Linked DNA regions of Bos taurus: region 2 is linked to region 1. Evidence: chromatin contacts called from public Hi-C data. All regions are on one chromosome and are shown on one strand. The core of a region is the stretch at or near the end of the contact, and the rest is flanking DNA. Distances in the headings are between cores, read along the strand shown.

Evidence for each region. A called contact is a pair of places that touch in the nucleus more often than the background predicts.
Region 2: a Hi-C map of an unstated tissue shows a contact between it and region 1, with 2.7 times the contacts expected there. The contact joins the promoter of CERCAM here to the enhancer-like site in region 1. A contact is called at or near these places in 2 of 11 Hi-C or Micro-C datasets (blastocyst and an unstated tissue).

The regions. Positions count from the first base shown.
Region 1 is chr11:98,892,263-98,895,175 of ARS-UCD2.0, reverse strand. No RefSeq gene overlaps it. Among named protein-coding and RNA genes, the nearest start is that of SWI5, 10 kb to the right of the region's middle. Within about 2 kb of position 1,630, at least 17 of the 102 cell types and tissues checked have an H3K27ac peak or open chromatin away from gene starts, as enhancers often do.
Region 2 is chr11:99,004,105-99,006,919 of ARS-UCD2.0, reverse strand. It overlaps CERCAM (cerebral endothelial cell adhesion molecule), which reads right to left and starts at 1,363. Exons shown (of 13, transcript NM_001102035.1): 1 at 1,155-1,363. The coding sequence starts at 1,351. It also overlaps the pseudogene LOC112448915.

The sequences.
Region 1 (2,913 bases), core at 381-2,880:
GGAGCAAAACCTCCTACTCAGAGGAATCAGGACAGAGGGGCCAACACCAAACTCAAGGCTGAGTGAGGCTGTTCATTTTTGGTCACTGGCCTGGCCTCTAGGTCAGATCTTTGGTCAGATACGTGCGTGTGTGCTGAGTTGCTTCAGTTGTGTCCGACTTTTTACAACCCTGTGGACTGTAGCCCACTAGGCTCCTCTGTCCATGGGATTCTCTAGGCAAGAAGAATGGAGTGGGTTGCCATGCCCTCCTCCAGGGGATCTTCCTGACCCAGGGATTGAACTCATGTCTCTTAAGTCTCCTGCATTGGCAGGGAGGTTCTTTTCCACAAGCGCGACCTGGGAAGCACTTGGGCAGGTATAACCTTTTCTTTTTCTTTTTTTTAATATTTATTTATTTATGGCCATGCTGGGTCTATGTCGCTTTGCACAGTCTTTAGTTTTGGCACGAGGGCTTCTCATTGCGGTGGCTTCTTTTGCTGCAGAGCACAGGCTCTAGGCACACAGGTTTCAGTGTGTGACTCGCAGGCCCTAGAGCTCAGGCTTAGTAGTTGTGGCTCAGGGATCAAACCCGTGTGTCCTCCTTTGGCAGGTGGATTCTTATTCACTGCGCCAGCAGGGAAGTCCCAGGTACAACTTTTAAGAAGCGCAGCAGAGATCTGTGGCTAAGACCTTGGGCTTAAAGGCTCAGAGTTCTGGATTCAAGTTCTGACTCCTTCTGTTAATGCGTGACCTTTGGTGAGACTCAGCTGGGAGGCAGGACAGCCCACCATCGGCTAGGCTTTGGAGCCAGACAGTTTGGTTGCTTCTTGGGTCTGTGACCTTGAGCAAGTTGCTCCACCCCTTGGAGCCTCAGTTTGGAAATGGGGACACTTGCCTCCTGGCAGTCTGGTGGGGAGGTGCTGGAGACAAGTTCTTATCTCCCAGCTGATCCAAAGGGTTTCAGAAGTGTTAGGTTGTTACTGCTATCAACCCTGCTCTGGGGAAACCTTCAGCTTCTGACTGGTTTGGGTGGTGGTTGTCACCTTTCCCCTGATTGGCTACCCACATGCCTGACGGTAACCAGCGCTTTCATCACACTGGGTCCAAGCATCAAGCCTGGGGCCCCACAGGCTCCATTCTCCCATAGAGGAGGGCCCCAATCTGGCCTTCCTCCCCTCCCCAAAGTGTCCTACTGTTTGGTGACACTGCATTGGTGAGGTCAGGCTGCCTGGAAATGACCCCTTTCAGCCCTCAGGGATGAAAATACAGATTGCCCTTTGTTAGTGTTTTGAATTCCAGTGGACATGTCAAATGACAAATGTTTTGGGGTAAGGTTTACACTGGAGATGATCAAACAACATTTCCACACTCACAGCGTCAATTGTCCTTTGCAGCCTATTCCCTAGCACCATCTGGGCACATTCTGAACAATGGCACCCGTCACTGTCTGCATTCCACCACCAGTTGGCTCCCTACTGCCTGGGATGACAGTTGGGATCACTTCAGACTCGGGGCGGGGGAGTGCTGCCACAGAGAACCCCCTCTTCTCTGTGGGGCACTCTGAGGATCTGCGGCCAGTGGCTTGGTAGGACCTTCCCAGCCAGGGCCCTTCTAGAGGCAGCATCCCTGGCAGTTGGGCATATCTCTGAGTAGACACTGCCCCCTTGAGGCCTCTTCCCACCATGACACCTGGGAGTGCTGACCTCACACAAAGGGACCTGGGTTATACTTTCCAAGCCAAGGGTGCCTTTAAAATTGGCCCCAAATGCAGAAGTCTCTGGAGGACTGGCGGTGTAGTCCTTCTCAACTGGAGAACTTGGAACCTACCTTAGTGCCTTATATTGCCTTCTGGAAGAAATACAACTCAGGGCAATCATCAGAAAACAGGCACACAGGACTTCCCTGGTGATCCGGTGGTTGAGAATCCTCCTGCTAACTCAGGGGACACGGGTTCGATCCTTCACCCAGGAAGATCCCACAAGCCCTGGGGAAACAGCCCGTGTACTGCAACTACTGAGCCCATGTGCCTAGAGCCCGTGCTCTGCAACAAGAGAAGCCACCGCGACACGAAGCCCAGCCACTGCAACTGGAGAAAGCCCATGGGCAGCAACGAAGACCCAGTGCAGCCAAAGACAAACGAACAAAATACAGTCTTAAAAAAAAAAAAAGAAAACAAACACATAATTGTTAGAGATCTATAATTTGCAAAGAGACAGGGGGAATTCCCTGGTTGTCCAGTGGTTAGGGCTTTGCGTGCTCACTGCCCAGGGGCCCAGGGTTCATCCCTGGCTGGGAAATTAGGATCCCACAAGCTAGTTGACGAAGACATAAACAAAAGAAAATACGACAAAATGTGAAAAGGCAGGCGTTTTAGTAGACTAGGGAGAAGTGTCCTTACTTTCTAGTAAGTTTTGAAATTGAAGATAAGGTTCAGTTCAGTTCAGTTCAGTCACTCAATCGTGTCCGACTCTTTGCAACCCCATGAATTGCAGCATGCCAGGCCTCCCTGTCCATCACCAACTCCCGGAGTTCACCCAGACTCACGTCCATCGAGTCAGTGATGCCATCCAGCCATCTCATCCTCTGTCGTCCCCTTCTCCTCCTGACCCCAATCCCTCCCAGCATCAGAGTCTTTCTTCCAATGAGTCAACTCTTCGCATGAGGTGGCCAATGTACTGGAGTTTCAGCTTTAGCATCATTCCTTCCAAAGAAATCCCAGGGCTGATCTCCTTCAGAATGGACTGGTTGGATCTCCTTGCAGTCCAAGGGACTCTCAAGAGTCTTCTCCAACACCACAGTTCAAAAGCATCAATCCTTCGGCGCTCAGCTTTCTTCACAGTCCAACTCTCACATCCATACATGACCACAGGAAAAACCATAGCAGTGACTAGACGGACCTTTGTTGGCAAAGTAATGTCTCTGCTTTTGAATATG
Region 2 (2,815 bases), core at 114-2,613, 110 kb before region 1:
TTTTGAAAGATGAGAAGAACCTCAACTTTGAGGAACACACCTGCCATATTCCCTGGTTTTCTTCCTTCCCTGCTGTGTGACCTCAGGTTAGTCCTCTCCCCTCTCTGAGTCAGGACTGGACAGAGGAGCTGCTGCTTCCCTCCACCAGGAAGTTGTAATAAGGACCAAACCACACTCTGAGCATCCCTGAGAAGATCTGATGGGCCTGAGCTCCAAGGTCACCTAGCACAGCCTCTCCGAAGGAGCTCTCATGACAGAGCTGGGCGAGGGGGCCTTAGCCAAGAGCCCAGGTTTTCGGTGATGCTGCCCCTTTAAGCCAAGTCTCCAGAACTGAAGACTAACTACGTGTCAAGTCTTTTGGGGGTGGGAACTGACTAAACTCCTGGACTGGCAATTGTGGGCGGCCTCCCCAGGCCACAACTCCACCCCCAGCCCAATTCTGGTGAGTTGAGGAGGGTAGTTTGGTCACTTCTCTCAGTTTATCCCCAGCCTCAGCTTGGGACTCCTCCCTGTTCTGGCTTCCACAGACTGTGGCCTCTAATTCCAGGGCCCTGTGGGGACACCTAGGGGGAGAGATGGCAGGAAGGGGCTTTGCCCTTGGCCAGCAGGACTCAGCCCCTCTTCTGAGAGAGGCTGGAACCAGCCTGGGGAAGGGGAAGCGGGTGTGACACTATCCCCCCAAAGAGCAGCATGGAGCCCAGGGCTGAGAGCACCCCTACGGGCTCCCCAGGAACTCCCAGGCCTGCTGAACTCTGCTACATAGGGCCCCAGGGGACGCCAGCTGCTCCTGTTGGCTCCACTCTGTCAGGCCAACCCCAGGTCCCAAGGCTTAAGTTTCAGCTCTGGTGGGCTGGAGCAAGAGGGGCTGGGCCCAACTTACACCTAGAGGAGGTCCTGAAGGAGGAGCAGAGGCCAGAATGAGGGATGGGGGTCCCTGTGCCAACCCAAGGCCTCCAAGGTCAGTCTGCAGGGCCAAGGGGACAAGGGGACCCGCCAGGGGGCTCGGGTTGCTGGAGGGCCTGTCTGCGAGGGGAGGGGCCTGTCTGGGTGGTGTCTGGGCAGGGAGCAGATGGGGCCAGCTGGAGCCCAGGCTGTCGGTGGTGGGGTTGGGGGGGTAGATGCCCAGTGGGTGCCAACGCCAGGGTCTATCTCACCAGAGGGCCAGCCTGGCCCTGGGGTAGTCCAGCCGCTCCAGCGCACCCAGGTAGTGAGGCAGTGAGTGCTCGGCATTGCGGGCCAAGATGGCAAGGACCACAGTGGGCAGCGGCGGCTCCGCGACTCCCGCAGCCTCGGGCCGCGGCCCCAGCAGGAGCAGCAGCTGGAGCAGCGGGGCGGCGGGGGCAGCGCGCATGGCGGGCGCTCGGGCGGCGGCGGCGGCGGCGGCGGCCCCCGGGGCTCCCGGCCGCGCCGAGGGGAGTGGGCGGTGCCGCTGGGCCCGGGGCGGGGCCCGGGGCGGGGCCTGGGCCCAGGGCGGGGCCGAGGCGGGCTAGGAGTGGGGTGGGGGGATGTACTACCCCCTCCCAAGAATGGGCTCCCACTCCCCTCCCCATCCCTATCCATAGATTCTCAGATGTCCTCTTCTCGGCCCGGGGCATCGCAGGACCAGGGCCCGGACACCCGCCCCAGACGCGATCCGGGAGCAGCCTCTTCCCAGCTGGAGAGTCGTGGGGCGACGGCTTCCGAGCCCTCCGTGGCGTCTCAGAATACTCGACTACGACTCCCCTCTGAGGCGTGCAATCCCCGGAATCCGGCTTCACAGATTCCTTCAACGCCCCTGAATCCGTACTGCCTGGCCATCCGTCCGACCCTCGGACCTGAGCTGCGTGCGGACCCGGCGACACCGCCACGGCCCTTTCCCGGGTTCCCGGGCTCCCGGCCCCTCGGCCGCCCCGCCCCCGGGCGCCCTCTAGCGGGTCCAGACAGAACTTCGCAGAGCCAGACCCGCGAAGGGGTGAGGGGAGGTGGGGTGGTCCCCCTGACCTGGGCGTGCCATCCTGCCGCGGTCCGAGCCTGGCGTCTCCCGCTCGTCATCGTCCTCGCCTCCGTCGCCAGCACCAGCACCGCTCCGGGCCTTTAGGAGAGCAAAGCCTGCTCTTAGACTGAGTGTAGAACAAGGGGCACCACACGGCCCCCTCATGGTGTCCCAGACCCCCCCTCCAAAGCAGGGTGACTCCGGTGTCTGGTCAGAGTCGGGGTCCTGAGGCCTCTGCTGAGTCTCCAGCCTCTCTTAGGGAAAAGGAGGGCCCTGGAGGCACCAGTGGTGGGGTCTAGCTCCTTTGCCACCGACCTCAGGCAGGTAGGTCACTTTTCTCCTGAGCCTCAGGGCCTCCTGCGTAGAATTGGGCTGTAATAGCGCCCATCTAGCAAGGATTCCTTGAGTGTGTGAATGCACTTTAATTCTATGCATGGAGCCTGGCAGGGGAGAAGAATTCCTGGGGCTGGAAGACAGGCTCTCCTTCCATTCAGCCCCTCACCCAGGTGGCCCCACGATGGAAGGCCTGTGGTCCCTTCCCCAAAACATCATGGGTAAATGAGTCCCTCCCCTTGCATGGTTGCTTCTTTCTATCCCCACCCGCAACTTGAGTGACTTCGAGGTGGCTTAGAAGTGAAGTGAAGTGGAAGTTGCTCAGTCGTGTCCGACTCTGCGACCCCATGGACTATACAGTCCATGGAATTCTGCAGGCCAGAATACTGATGGAGGAGCTTGGTAGGCTGCAGTCCGTGGGGTTGCTAAGAGTTGGATACGACTGAGTGACTTCACTTTCACTTTTCACTTTCATGCATTGGAAAAGGAAATGGCAACCCACTCCAGTGT